Linked DNA regions of Mus musculus: regions 2 and 3 are each linked to region 1. Evidence: chromatin contacts called from public HiChIP or PLAC-seq and promoter capture Hi-C data. All regions are on one chromosome and are shown on one strand. Each heading gives the region's core, a stretch centred on a gene start, on an enhancer-like site or on the middle of the called end of the contact. The rest is flanking DNA. Distances are from core to core; before and after follow the strand shown. Region 1 holds the start of Map6d1 (MAP6 domain containing 1). Region 2 has its middle 21 kb from the start of Eif2b5. Region 3 has its middle 3.7 kb from the start of Gm41432.

Region 1 (4,729 bases), core at 1,456-3,955:
AGAGTAAAGACCAGCATCAGCAAAGCCCAACAAAGACCAGCAAGGCGAACCAAAGCTAGAGCCTCGTCCACTGTCTGCTGGGTTATACTTATTCTCTCAAGTGTATGCTCCAGCGAAACATCACATGTCCTTTCACTGGACAGCTTCCAGAAAAATAACACATGTCTGTTCTCAGCAAAACATCCTCTCATAAGACAGCTTCCAGAAAAAACATTACATGACACAACTGAGTCTCCAGTGAAACCAGAAATTCCCACTTCAGTTATCTTTTCTGTAAAGGTATTTATTTAAATTTTTTAATCTGCCCTGAGGGATCTGACTCCCTGTCTGGCCTCTGCATGTACATGGTCCACATAAATACATGCACTCATACATATAAAATAAGCACATCTTTAAAATATTTTATTGTACTTCCTTGCTTATCTTGTCTTTGTATGTAAGTGCATGTACCGCCCTGCACCCAGAGGTGAGAGGACAATGTCGGGGAGTCAGTATTCCTTCCATCGTTTGGTTTCTTGGGACTGAACTCAGGATACCAGGCTTGGTGGCAAATGCCTTTACCCACTGTGTCGTCTTCTGGCTATGAAAAGTATTTTAACTAAAATGGCCTAAAAGTTAGGTTACACCCACACTACACTTCTCCCTTCTGGACCCTCATCTCACTTGTAAACAATAATTTGTCTTCTGAAAAAGAAAAGAACAGGAGGAGGAGGAGGAGAAGAGGGGAAAAAAGAAAAAAATTCCTCTTTCCCTAGTGGGAAAGTATTTTGGATGTATACAAAAGGTTCCTTGAGAAAAACAACCTTATATGATTAAAAGGTTGCTCCTTCCCTTCTGTGAAACAGTATAGTGTAAAAACAAACAAACAAACAAACAAACAAAAAACCAAAAAAAAAAAACCAAAAACCCAAAAAAAACCCCCAAAAACCAAATAAACAAAACAAAACAACAACAACAAAAAGCCTGGCGTGGTGGCGTACGCCTTTAATCCCAGCACTAGGGAGGCAGAGGCAGGCAGATTTCTGAGTTCGAGGCCAGCCTGGTCTACAAAGTGAGTTCCAGGACAGCCAGGGCTATACTGAGAAACCCTGTTTTGAAAAACCAAAAACCAAAACAAAACAAAAACCAAAAACAAAACAAGCAACCAAACCAACAGCCCACCCTACCCTGAAAGTAAAACCTGCTCACCTTGCACCTGAAATGATGTGATTTCTGCCTTTTGACTTAAAGCCCCTGTCCTGCAGTGCTTCCATACCAAGAGCCCATCCGAGGCACTAGCCCACTCACTCTTCATCACCAGCTAATTAAAGGACTTGCTGTACCCTTAACTGTTTTAGCAAGAGTGGTGATCTGTGACTTTCTCCCCTGGACTATTTCATAACCATTAACCTTCATTTGCCAGGCTGACTAACCCAAAGCTCAGCTCCACTTCACAAAGTCAGTTGGCTCTGGCTGAGAGAAGACTTTGTGTGTGTGTGTGAGTGGTGGTGGTGGTGGTGGGGTCCACATAATCTTAGTTAGGGTTTTACTGCTGTGAACAGACACCATGACCGAGGCAACTCTTATAAGGACATTTCATTAGGGATGGCTTACAGGTTCAGTCCATTATCATCAAGGTGGGGGCGTGGCAGTGCCCAGGCAGGCATGGTGCAGGCAGAGCTGAGAGTTCTACATCTTCATCTAAAGGCCACTAGGAGAAGATTGGCTCCCACATGGTTAGGAGGAGGGTCTCATTGTCCACCCTGAACAGTGACACACTTCCTCCAACAAGGCCACACCTATTCCAACAAAGTTACACCTCTTAATAGTGGCACTCCCTGGGCCAAACATATTCTAACTACCATACCCATGAATGCACCTTCAGTAAAGGTTTTCCCAACTCCAGACTTAACTGTCAGTATGGGGTCATAGCCAGACCTGGGGTGTTAACCAGCAATGGTATGTCACTCCAGTACAACTTGCAGCTAATGAAGTTGAGGAAGATGAGCTGACCAATGGGCCCAGACTGGGCAGTCCTCCTAGGTGCAGACTGGATGCTTCTCAGGTTCAGCCAGAAGTTGTAACTACCACCACTTCCATGGTTGCAGGTCTGAGTGCATGCAGGATACACTTGGGAAGCCCTTGGAGGGCAGCTGGATGTTTTCTGTATTTAACTGACCTTCATTCAGGCTGGATTATAGCCCTGCAATGGAACGAGCATACATGCACATCAGGGAAAGGAAACCAGTTTGGGGGTTGTAATTACAACCCAGGGAAAGGACGATTGGGAGCTTATGACAGTTCTTAAGGAAAACCGGGTTAGTTGTTACCCATTTATAACAGCACAGTAAACAGCAAATGGAGATTCACGAGCTGACATGGCCCTAAGTTCTCACTTGCATCACCTTCCTGGTTGCCTCCACCCTTTCCACTCTGGGTGGTCGCTGAGTCCGCTAGGCACAGTTTAAATCTATTTTGCAGCCACCCGTGTCCACAAATGCCAACAGAGTTCTCTGGTCCTGCCGCCAGAGCCTTCTTGATGGATTGATTGTTCCTTAAAAAAAAAAAAAAAAAAAGTAGCAGGCTTAGTGACGGTGAGGAAATGCCTCCTTCCGACCTCGCTCTCGATGAAGCCCAGGTCTGATTTCTGAGCTCACATTGGGGGAACTCTGGGTTTAGGACTGCCCGCAGGCCGTCCTTGCGGGGCTCAGGGTTGCGCGGGGGCAGTGGGGTAGTGCGCGCGCGCGGCGCAGGCGCGCGGCCGAGCGGCATGGCGTGGCCCTGCATCAGCCGGCTGTGCTGCCTGGCCCGGCGATGGAACCAGCTGGACCGCTCGGACGTAGCGGTGCCGCTGACTCTGCATGGTTACTCGGACCCCGGGAGCGAGGAGTCGGGCGCAGACTGCAGCGTCTCGCGCGGGAACCCGTCGGTCGCAGGCGCGCGGGAGTCCAGCCGCGCTGTGCCGCTCACCCAGTACCAGCGCGATTTCGGTGTGCGAACCGCGCGCGCCGGGTCCCGGGATGCGGCTCAAGAGCGCCCATCGGGGCCGGGCGGCCGCAGAGGCCAGTCCTCGGCGCCCCCCACCCGGACGGTCTACGTGCTGCCGGTCGGGGACGCGGACGCAGCTGTAGTAGCGACCACGTCTTATAGGTGGGTAGCTGGCTGCGGCAGAGGAATGCTTCGAATCTGGACCTGCGGTGGGAGGAAACGGAGCCCCGAAACGGGGTGGGGGCGGGGAGAGCACGAAGGCTGAATACCACAGGATCTGGAGAGTGACAGGGGAGCTTCGGGGTCATCTTTGGTCTCCTGACACTGCAGGCATCGCCTTGTGTTCCCAATTGCTCCCTACCCTGGGATCCAGGATGAGCGCACCTCGTAAGAGAGCACCCCTCCCTCGATTTGATTCCTCCTCCTTCGGTCTCAGATTGTTCTTTTTTAACTTCTGTGGGGTGAGCAAAGAGGGCGGTGCACAGCCCCTCATCCCACGCCCCACGCCGTGCCCAGGGCCAGTGCCTGCGCTGTTCAAGATCCCACAGAAGGAAGGTCCTTTGCACCCTTAACAGCTTTGGACAACTGAGGACTTCTTGCCTCTTCTTTCTACATAGAAGAGTAATGAATGCTCATAATGGGGGAATTAGAAATAAAAATAACAAATTCTGCCTTAACACCCTCACGCCTCCCCTCCCAAACAGATGGATCTTCCTAATTCTTAGTATACAATGAATGCATACACATTCAGTTTCCTCCACGATCTTATTCTTGCTGTTGCGATGTTTTAAAATATTTAATATATATTAGTGTGGAGAGGGGGGCGAGAGGAGGGGCGAGCAGATCAGAAGACAACTTTAGAAAGTCACTCCTCTTCCCCTTCTGCCATGGATTCCAGGGATCCATCTCTCGGATTGTCAGGCTCACACATTATAACTCCATTACTTTTTTTTTTTTTAACTTAATGTAATGTTTGACCATAGATAGATGTTCTGAATGTTAATAACTGTAATGTATGTTAGCCCTTTGTTAGGCATATAGCCACAGGCATAAGCCCCCCACCCCCCCTTTTTTTTTTGGTCTCATCTGTGATGCCTTGTTTGGGACTATTTAAAACACCACTCCATATTTATTACAGGTGTTTGAATATTTTAGGAATTTTGTTGTCTAGATTCCTTGAAGGTGGGATGGGAGCTCAGGACTAAAAAGGTCCATAGGGCTGGAGAGGTGGCTCAGTGATTAAGAGAGTGCACTGCTCTTCCATGGGATGGGAGTTCAGTTCCAGCACTCAAGCCAGGCATCTCACAATTGTCTCTTAACTTCAAGGCTCTGGGGTATCCACACTCACTGCACATATCCACACTCAAGATACCCACACATACACATAACTAAAAAGAAAACTTAAAACATAATAAAAATGGCACATGGAGACACTGTACAGATAGATGGTCACAGCCCTGCTGTCCTGATATTGGGGATGCACTAGTTATGGGTCTGTCATAGGGTGGGACACTGAAGCCCTGCAGGTACAGATGGTGAATCTCAAACACACACACACATGTCAAAGGGGGCCAAAGTGCAGGACAGGTTCCACCTTAAGACTCTGTTCCTTAAGGTACTTAATGGGTGTGTGTGGTGCAGGGCAAGGCCTTGTGTTCGTGGACTCAAGTGGAGCTGTCTGGCATTGCTGGTGGCAGGGCAGGCAGGCAGGCTTACTGACTGCCAATGTAGGAACCTGAATCCCCTGCAGGAGAGGTCTGAA
Region 2 (4,729 bases), core at 673-3,172, 240 kb before region 1:
TCCATAGAAAAGAATGTCATCAGAGCCCATGTAAAGCAAAGTCAAAGTTTATCAATGGCATCCAGTATAAATATGAATATTAGAAAAAAACAAGCTGCCCCGCCAAGACAAGACATCCCCAAGCATGGACATGGTTTTCCCAGAGCTGAGTCACTTTTAGGTGTTTTAAAGAAAGATTTATTTATGTGTGTAGGTGTTTGGCCTGAGTATGTGTACGCTGTTCAGCACATAACTATAGTGTCTCTACAGGCCAGAAGAGGGCACCAGATTACATAGATCTGGCGTTACAGCTAGTGCACTTTAAACTCGGATCCTGTGTGAAAACTTCAAAGGTTGAGGTTTGGTCTTTTGCTATGTATTGTAATGCTAAATACTGGCTGGCTCTGGTTGCCTCAGGCATGAAAGAATCCTCACACAGCCAAGTGATGCTGTTGTAACCTTGCTTCTTAAATTAAAACTATTGGTTGAATAAAGATGCAGAAGAGAGAGAGGATGGGGGAGGGGAGAGAAGAAGACACCATGGAGTAGGTTTGCCATGAAAACAAGGCAATGACGGCTGGCCAATTGAATTTAAGAGCAGGCCAGGGGCTGGACAGATGGCTCAGTGGTTAAGAGCACTGACTGCTCTTCCAAAGGTCCTGAGTTCAATTCCCAACAACCACATGGTGGTTTGCAACCATCTGTAATGGGATCTATGCCCTCTTCTGCTGTGTCTGAAGACAGCTACAGTGTACTCATATAAATAAAATAAATCTTAAAAAAAAGAAAATGAATTAACAAACAAACAAAAAAAGGAGCAGCCCAGATGGAACATGGTTAGTTATAAATTGTAGGGAAGTAGACACTAATATCTTAGAGGGTGGATATCTGCCCATCTCTAGTGCTTTAAAGGCTTATTATACATAATAAAAGTTGTGTGCTTTTTATCTGGGAACAGAGTGATCAAAGTGGAGTAGAACCCCCCTTTGAGATTAAATATTTACTACAACTCTTAGCTGCCGAGACACAACTGTTAGGTAATTTTACAAGAAGCATGTACAGTGACATTCCATGTTCCCATTTAACAAAGCTTGCTTAAGTGTAGCCGGCATATTCACCCTGAGTGGACTCAGGGAGCAGCTAGTGGCGGCCATAGGCAGGTACAGGGAGGACTGGAACCTTTCAAAGCTTTAATCTTTTATCAGCACTCCTGATTTTAAAAATGACGAGGGTCAATAACTCCACTCCTACTGAAAGTATAACGTAAAAACAAAATTCTAGGCCTTTAGGCCCAGGCTTGGGAATATGACCTCTGTGACTAATGCTCCAAGGTATGCTAATCATAAAACAGATAGCGACATTCATCCACCCACCCGCTTCCTGGGTTCAAAGAGTGTTCATTCAAAGAAAGTCAACCTGACCACTGCTGGAACCCGCTATGCAAATGTGCTATTGTTAGGGGCTCTTAGAAACTGTCTTGAGAGATAACCTGCACAATTACCAGGTATTCCTTGTGACTCTTGTGACTTTGCACTTCCTTGGGACTCTTAACCAACAACGCCCTCCCCACTTCCTTGAGTTGTGGTTTCTTCCTTTAAATACCCCCTTACCCAGCTACTTGGCGCGCCACGGTCCTCTACCCCTGCATGGTGTATGACCGTGGGCCCCCGAGATCACTCTTGAATAAAAATCCTCTTGCAGTTTGCAGCAAGACCATTTCTTATGAGTGATTTGGGGTGTCGCCTCTCCTGAGTCAGAACATGGGGGAGTCCTCACGTTGTGGGTCTTTCACTACCAAATGTCCTGGTAAGCCTGAGTATTGTAGGGTTTCATGGGGACCCAGACTTTTTAAATAAAGCTTCTAAGCATCTCAGCAGGACCAAGGCCACAGGCCTGCACCAGAGTGGGAAAACCAAATTTTAACTCTAAGGAATGTTAGGAATCTCCTGGTGGACCTTGGCCGGAAGTCCAACCCCAGCAGAGGAGCTATTTGTTTTTGATGACAGCTGGATCTGGGAGGATCAGTTTTCTTTAAGGGTGTAACTCCTGGTAGGTTGGCCAATTTCCAGGACTGGCCCCACACCCAACCATTTGAATAATGGAATTTGAACTAAAAAAGCTAAGAGCACAAGTTGGGTAAGGGAGGAAGGTAAAGGCAGAGGCAAGAAAAGTTGAAAGGTATAAATATGATCAAATACACTGTATAAAAATTTCAGGGAAGTCTTAAAATATTTTTAAATTGCTTCCCTCCATTTTTTACATTACTCTGAGGGTGTGCTTTACTCAAGATTGAAAGGCTTGATTGTGTTGTAGAAACTCATGGGTCAGAGAGAAGTGTTTACACGCTAGGTCACAAGTTGTCCTGAGCCTAGGTAGACACAGATAATTACTTTAGGAATCTGAGTGAAGTGTTAAAACTGAAGGTCCCATACAATTCTGGCGCTAAATAAGCACAGACTGGGTAGACATCACTGTTGTCCATCCACAGTGCTAGAAGTTTCCTGCCTCTGACTACTACCAACGGAAAATGAGCCACGCTCCAGGGTAAAGGCTCTGTGCAGGGTCGTCTTTTTTTCTTCTTCTTTTCTTTGCCTGGATTCCATGGGCTAGAGTTTTAGAATGAATAAAAAGGAGAAAGTGCGCTGATATACAGCTGCCGTTGCCACTGTTGCCACTGCCAGGCCTTCTGCTCCGTGATGGATGTACCCTCAGGGTGGGAACAACCCCCCTCTTATGTTACTTTTGTTGGGTATTTAATTACAGCAACATGAAAAGTAGCGATCAGATCACCAAGCACAGTGCCTTCTTTATTTTCTGACCAGACACCCTCATTTTTGCCCCTGAGGTCTTAGGCCTATTTTATCCTCTTTATTTGTCTCCACTGAAGTCACAGTAGGTGACATCCCAGGCAGATCTTAAATAAGACCTTGGAGGTCCAAGAATGCCCCATACTGGTTGTCTGCCGTGTGTGTGTGTGTGTGTGTGTGTGTGTGTGTGTGTGTGTGTGTGTGTGTCTGTCTGTCTGTCTGTCTAGTGTGTGTGTATGTCTGTCCCTGTGTGTGTGTGTGTGTGTGAGTGTGTGGGGCTGTCTGCCTAGTGGGGAAGGGCTGTTTGCCTAGTGTGTGTGTGTGTGGGGGGGCTATCTTCCGTGTATGTGTGAGAGAGAGAGAGAGAGCAAGCTAGAGAGCTGTCTGCCTAGTGGGGAAGGGCTGTTTGCCTAGTGTGTGTGTGTATGGGGGGCTATCTGCCGTGTATGTGTGTGTGTGTGTGTGTGTGTGTGTGTGTGTGAGAGAGAGAGAGAGAGAGAGAAAGCGAGCTAGAGAGCTGTCTGCCTAGTGTGTGTGTGTGTGTGGGGGGGGTGCAATTTCCACCTTGTTAAGCTTCCCCAGGAGGTTTGTGGCCTCCATTTCTAGAGGGTTTTTCTTTGTCCCAGAAAGAGTTATACTTTGGGTAGAAATTTGGTCTGAACAGCACTTAAGTCTCATCTAAGTGTTCAAGTTTAAAGTTATGAACAAGTTGAAAGGGGGAGAGTTGGATCTGCCCTGGATCCATTCCCAGACCTGACGTCAGGAGCTAAACCTCCACACTCTGATAAAGAGATTCCTGAACAGGCCTGTAAGGCAAGCAAATAATGTCAGGTACTTGGAAGGCAAAGACTGGAAGGTGGCAGCTCAGATCCTGTCTGGGCTGAACAAGCCAGAGCTCAGTGCTGGAGTGTTCATTTACATGCTCATGAAAGGACAACATAAGCCTCATGAAAGGACAACAAGAGCCCCATTTGTCTCCATTTAAGGACCAGGCCTGATTTAGAAAAAAATGGCCGTAAGGCACCAGCTCCAGGAACAGACCGTAAGTCCCAGAAACTAGGCCATAAAAGACCAGCTCCAGAGATAGACCATAAAATTCAGAACAAAATCACAAAGCCCCCTCCCAAATAACAGCCCGGGGATAATCACAAAATGGGAAACTATCTTATCTCAGAATGGGCCAACTGTGCTGGGCAGCCTTATCTCATCCTATGGTTAAACATTCATGACATAGGAATGCGGGCCACTGACCCCCTATGACTCCCTAGCACCCACCAGTGAAGTTTTAGATTACCCAGTCCTTCTAGAGAGTTCCCCCAGTTCCCTACAAGAAGGTCTTCACGCCTTTGTCTGGGGTCCCCATTTCAAAAAATGGTTGACTCCCACAACATACTGGTTGTTTCTACAGATTAAACGTCTTTCTTTCTTTTTTTTTTTTTTTTTTTTTTTGGTTTTTTTGAGACAGGGTTTCTCTGTGTAGCCCTGGCTGTCCTGGAACTCACTCTGTAGACCAGGCTGGCCTCGAACTCAGAAATCCACCTGCCTCTGCCTCCCAAGTGCTGGGATTAAAGGCATGCACCACCACGCCCGGCCTAAATGTCTTTCTTTTTGCATTCTGAGTCTGGAGTCTTCTTTCATCAATTTTGGACCCTTATACTCAAGGTCCCAGACTTAATTCCTCATACTAGGGAAAAAAAAATCCCTTCAGGATATTTAGTGTTAAAAGACTCAGCACACCCTTTCACGGTCACTAGAATTCACTAATTTATCAAGCAGTTCTAGATAGATCCTGCACTGTCTTTCTCATTAGCCTCAGTATCCTTCTGGGGTATTGTAGAAAGGACAGGATAGGAGGTAAATGTTTCCTGAAAAAGAAATGGCAGCAATTCCACCCCCACCCCCATGCCTTCCTACCCTGCAGGAAAATTAATTTCTACAAAACC
Region 3 (4,729 bases), core at 919-3,418, 210 kb before region 1:
AACCAGAGAGGAAGGAAAAGAAAAGAATTAAGATGCTTTGACAGGTGTAGTGGCTATTCCTGGTTGTCAACTTGGCTATATCTGGAATGAACTATAATCCAGAATTGGAAGGCTCACCAGTGATCCTAATCTGGAGGCTGGGAGATAGAAGTTTCTGACCTGGATCTTGGTATGGAGATCTTGAGGCATAGTAGCTCTGAATTCCAGAAGATTAAGACAGGAGTTCAAGGTCATCTGGGATTAAAGGTGTGGTGGCACACACCTTAATCTGGGCTACACCTTCTGCTGGAGACCTACATAAGGGCATTGGAAGAAGGAAGACTCTCTCTCTCCTTTGGCTGCTTGCTGTGTGGGACTGAGCAACTGCTAGATCCTTGGACTTTCATTCACAGCTGCTGCTGACCATTGTTGGGAGTTGGACTTCAGACTGTAAGTCATCAACAAATTCCTTTACTATATAGAGACTACCCTTAAGTTCTGTGACTCTAGAGAACCCTAATACAACAGGCAAATATGTATAGACACATATACATTCAAATATTCATATACCCACACTGTCCGGGCCTGACAGTCTGTCACAAGTATTCACGCATGCTTACATACACATATAACACTATATGTGTCCGGGCCTGCATGCTTACATACATACACATATGGTTACACACAAACATATAAACAAATATATACATTTGAATGGATGAATGAATGGGGCAAACCTCTCTAAGCCAAACCATTCAACCAACCACCAACCACTTTATTTTTTTTCAGTGGTCTTCTTATACTTTTTTTTTTTTTTAGTTTTTCAAGACAGGGTTTCTCTGTATCTCTGTATAGCCCTGGCTGTGCTGGAACTCAGAAGTCCATCTGCCTCTTCCTCCCGAGTGCAGGGATTAAAGGTGTGCGCCACCACGTCCGGCTTTTTTTTTAGATTTATTTTTATATGTATATATATATATACACACACACATATATATATATACATATATAAAATGTATAATACATATATATGTGTATGTATATGTATATACACACATATAAAATGTATTTATTTATATATATATACACACACACATATATACATATATAAAATTTATAATACATATATACACACATATATACATATGTATATACATATACATACATGTATATATGTGTATATACATATATATGTATAATTATAATACATATATACACATATAAAATTTATTTTTATATGTATATATAATAACAACTATATATAATTATATTATATAGTACTATTACATATATATATATTATTATATGTAAGCACACTGTAGCTGTCTTCAGACACTCCAGAAGAGGGCATCAGATCTCCTTATGGATAGTTGTGAACCACCATGTGGTTGCTGGGATTTAAACTCCTTCAGCACGCCTTTAATCCCAGCACTCGGGAGGCAGAGGCAGGTGGATCTCTTGAGTTCTGAGTTCGAGGCCAGCCTGGTCTACAAAGTGAGTTCCAGGACAGCCAGGGCAATACAGAGAAACCCTGTCTTGAAAAAAAACAAAAAAACAAAAAAACAAAACAAAAAAAAAAAAAAAAACTCCTTCAGAAGAGCAATTGGGTGCTCTTACCGGCTGAGCCATCTCACCAGCCCTTCTTAAATCTTCTTAGACAAATATTTCTTTAGATAATTAACTCAGAGATAAAATGTTGTGGGTGGGCCTGGTGCTGTTTGTATGCTAATTCCACTCTCCTGGGAGGGGTTTTGGACAAGGAGTGAGTCACATGTACACAGATGGCTTCTTGTGAACCAATCCCCTAATGAATAAAGGAGCCAATTACTGGGCGAGTAGGAGGGACTTCTGGGTTAGCAGGAGGAAGCAGGAGAAAGTTAGGCCTTTTTGGAATGGGGAAGGCATGAGACTAAGTTGTAGCTGCTAGAGTTTCCCAGAATCATGGCTGATCCACAAGGATTTGCCACTGGAGGAATCAGATTTTAATAAGATTTACAAGATTAGGATTTAGTTGTTGCGCCCAGAGATTGAGTTACCGTCGTTTCTGAACTAAGTTTGTGTTGCGTTTTCCTTCATGTGGTGGCTTGTTTGGGTTCAAAAGAGAAAGGTAGGATGGCAAAGCATGGGTTTGCCTAAGGTACACCACAAAGGCCATGGGGGAGGTGTGGTAGTGACCTGTCAGTGGGTACCTAGCAAGTTGAGTGGAGACCTTTCCGGAGCTCCGGGCCAGAGAGTCTCCATGAGATAAAAACAGGCTGGCCATTGCCTGCCAGTGCCTCTGGGGCAGAGGCACAAGTGTGGGTACGTGCCGGGTTGTTTTTTTTTAATATTTATGGCATCAATAAAATGTTACATAGAATGGGAGTTACAGAAGAACGTTGATATTAAGTTCAATGCTCATTATAAGTTCAAAGCAACTGTTTTTACATGGCCGTGCGTTATCATAGTGCACACTTGTGACCTTTATCCTTAGGTCTAAAAGTTTTTTCCTTGAACACAAAATTGTCCAAAGACTATTTCTCTTTTTAGTGTGATTATGAAAGTTCATTGTATTTCTTATTATGCAGCCTTTACTTACTATTCTGATGAGTGGGCACATTCTATTCTAGATTCTAACTTTATTATATCTTTCTAGCAACTAAGTCCATCTCTAAAAACTTCCTTCCTAAAATTATTTGAATCAAATCAGGAATTCTATAGAATTATTATCTATTTGTCTATATAGCACCACTACAAGATATCTTCATTGTTCTGTAAAGATCTGCTCAAAGGGGTGGGCTAATACTTAGTGATAGTTATATATTTAATAATAATAGGAGAAGCATATTAGTAGCAGGAGTCCTTCCTAAAATGAATTTCTCATGAGCCTTGCCTATCAGAGCAAATCTGTTGTGGATTCTAATCCAAGTTGGACTCATCTCAGGAAAATCACCTGTTAGTTATTAGCTTCTCCTATGATGGCTCTTGACAAACAAACCAGAATAGGGCAAAAACAAACAGAAGAAAAAGAGCCAAAGAAAAAACACAAGAAACACATTTAGACACAAAGACACACATGTTCACACTCACAGAACTCCTATAAAACACAACACTGGAAACCATCATATATATGAAAAAGACATGTAAGGAAGTCTAGACAAAGCATTATGAGACCAGGAACCTCCAAAAATACCAATAAGTTTGTTTTATGTTGGCCATCTGCTGCTGGGACTTCCCTTAAGTGCAGTTTGTGTACCTAATGGGACTCCATTAGAGAAAACTAATTTTTCCTTTGTGAACAGTTAGCTTCTGGGTTAGGAATGAGGTTTGTGTCCATTCTCTCGGCATTGGGGTCTCATCTGTGTCTGACCCATCAGGACCCTATACCACATCCTCTGTGAGTCAGAAGGTATCTTAAGTGTTCAGCCTCATTTTATCTTCTCCTTTCTTATTCATCTCTTCCTTTTTCTCAAATTCTTATCCCTTCTTCATTTAACTATAATATCCCATAGCTCTAATAATTTCTAACATCCGTGGATCCTAAAGTATCCAGACTTCTAGTTACTTTAACCACTTCAATCTTTTTCTTATAAACATTGATAGAGTACTTAGCCCTTATCCTTATCCACCCTATTGTTCTCCCAATCCTAACCTTATTCACTGAGAGCTGAGCACACTCTAACCTAAACAAAAATTCTTTGTTGTTTGTCCTCCAACAATTATTGAAGCTAAATTTACTAACTGGTATGATACTCGAATAGAGATAATACCAAGCACATGGGATGAAACCTTACTCAGAGAATAAATGTGTTTACACCAAGCACCCTAAGCTTTTGGACTGAGGATTCATTCTCTCTCTCTCTCTCTCTCTCTCTCTCTCTCTCTCTCTCTCTCTCTCTCTCATACTTAAAAATTATTTATGTGTATGTGTGTGTATATGCTTACATATTGGTTCATGTTGCAGGCCGACCAGCAGCTCCCGAGGAACGGTACAACTGAGATGGCAGCTCGAGGTGAAAGAGAGGAACTAGACAGACGGAAGAAAGAACGGAGCCAAGTCAAAGTGGACTCTGATCAAAGCTCAATTTTACTATTCCAACACGCAGTTATGAAGGAGGGGAAGGGGGGGCCGATTCCCGCCAAATAATCCTGGAGTCCAGTAGCAGGGTGACCACGTGTATGGCTCCAGAACAGCAAAGCAGCAGGTTCCAGCAGTGGGCGTGGCAGAACGATTGAGGGGCAAGCTCCATCCAGATGTAAACAGTGGAACCATTAAGGCTGGGGGAGGGAAGGCTACAGGTTCAGATACCATAAATGCATAGAGGCCATAAATTCTGATCCAGTAGTGCTGGAGTAAACAGACAGTTGTGAATCACCCAACATGGGTGCTGGGGATTTAACTCAAATGACCTGGAAGAGCAAACTCTTAACTGCTGAGAGCTCTCTCCAGGGCCAATAAGAATTAGTTTTGAACTACATATCCAACTCTACCACGTCCAGGTCTCATGTGAACATTGAAAATACTTAGCCAGGCGTGGTGGCGCACACCTTTAATCCCAGCACTTGGGAGGCAGAGGCAGGTGGATTTCTGAGTTCAAGGCCAGCCTGGTGTACAAAGTGAGTTTAGGATAGCCAGGGCTACACAGAGAAACCCTGTCTCAAAAAACCAAAAAACAAAAAAAACAAAAAAAAAGTATCTTTAAAGAAAATAAGATCGAAAACATGAATGGAAACAGCTGCATAAAATAAAGAAGATTATGCAAGATATAAAAAA

What was found. Promoter capture Hi-C pulls out the DNA fragments that hold promoters and counts their contacts. HiChIP or PLAC-seq counts read pairs in DNA pulled down with a chosen protein or histone mark.
Region 2: a contact with region 1 is called in a promoter capture Hi-C map of embryonic stem cells, with 3 times the contacts expected there. The contact joins the enhancer-like site here to the promoter of Map6d1 in region 1. A contact is called at or near these places in 11 of 39 promoter capture datasets (the C10 cell line, the HPC-7 cell line, cranial neural crest and 5 more), 6 of 484 Hi-C or Micro-C datasets (the G1E-ER4 cell line, cerebral cortex, embryonic stem cells and 1 more), 7 of 115 datasets of contacts at active chromatin or transcription factors (embryonic stem cells, extraembryonic endoderm stem cells, stem cell-derived neural progenitor cells and 1 more) and 3 of 9 other capture datasets (adipose tissue, embryonic stem cells and macrophages).
Region 3: a contact with region 1 is called in an H3K27ac HiChIP or PLAC-seq map of embryonic stem cells, with 12 read pairs. The contact joins the enhancer-like site here to the promoter of Map6d1 in region 1. A contact is called at or near these places in 3 of 39 promoter capture datasets (the HPC-7 cell line and embryonic stem cells), 1 of 484 Hi-C or Micro-C datasets (the G1E-ER4 cell line), 3 of 115 datasets of contacts at active chromatin or transcription factors (embryonic stem cells and extraembryonic endoderm stem cells) and 1 of 9 other capture datasets (liver).

What each region holds. Positions count from the first base shown.
Region 1 is chr16:20,239,334-20,244,062 of GRCm38.p6, reverse strand. It overlaps Map6d1 (MAP6 domain containing 1), which reads left to right and starts at 2,705. Exons shown (of 3, transcript NM_198599.2): 1 at 2,705-3,129. The coding sequence starts at 2,750. It overlaps Gm49566 (a long non-coding RNA gene), which reads right to left and starts at 2,605. Exons shown (of 3, transcript XR_003951848.1): 1 at 2,310-2,605; 2 at 1,918-2,182.
Region 2 is chr16:20,475,929-20,480,657 of GRCm38.p6, reverse strand. No RefSeq gene overlaps it. Among named protein-coding and RNA genes, the nearest start is that of Eif2b5, 21 kb to the left of the region's middle. Within about 2 kb of position 1,922, at least 74 of the 459 cell types and tissues checked have an H3K27ac peak or open chromatin away from gene starts, as enhancers often do. A contact at or near this core is called in embryonic stem cells, extraembryonic endoderm stem cells and trophoblast stem cells, where this site is marked.
Region 3 is chr16:20,451,505-20,456,233 of GRCm38.p6, reverse strand. No RefSeq gene overlaps it. Among named protein-coding and RNA genes, the nearest start is that of Gm41432, 3.7 kb to the left of the region's middle. Within about 2 kb of position 2,168, at least 18 of the 459 cell types and tissues checked have an H3K27ac peak or open chromatin away from gene starts, as enhancers often do. A contact at or near this core is called in embryonic stem cells, where this site is marked.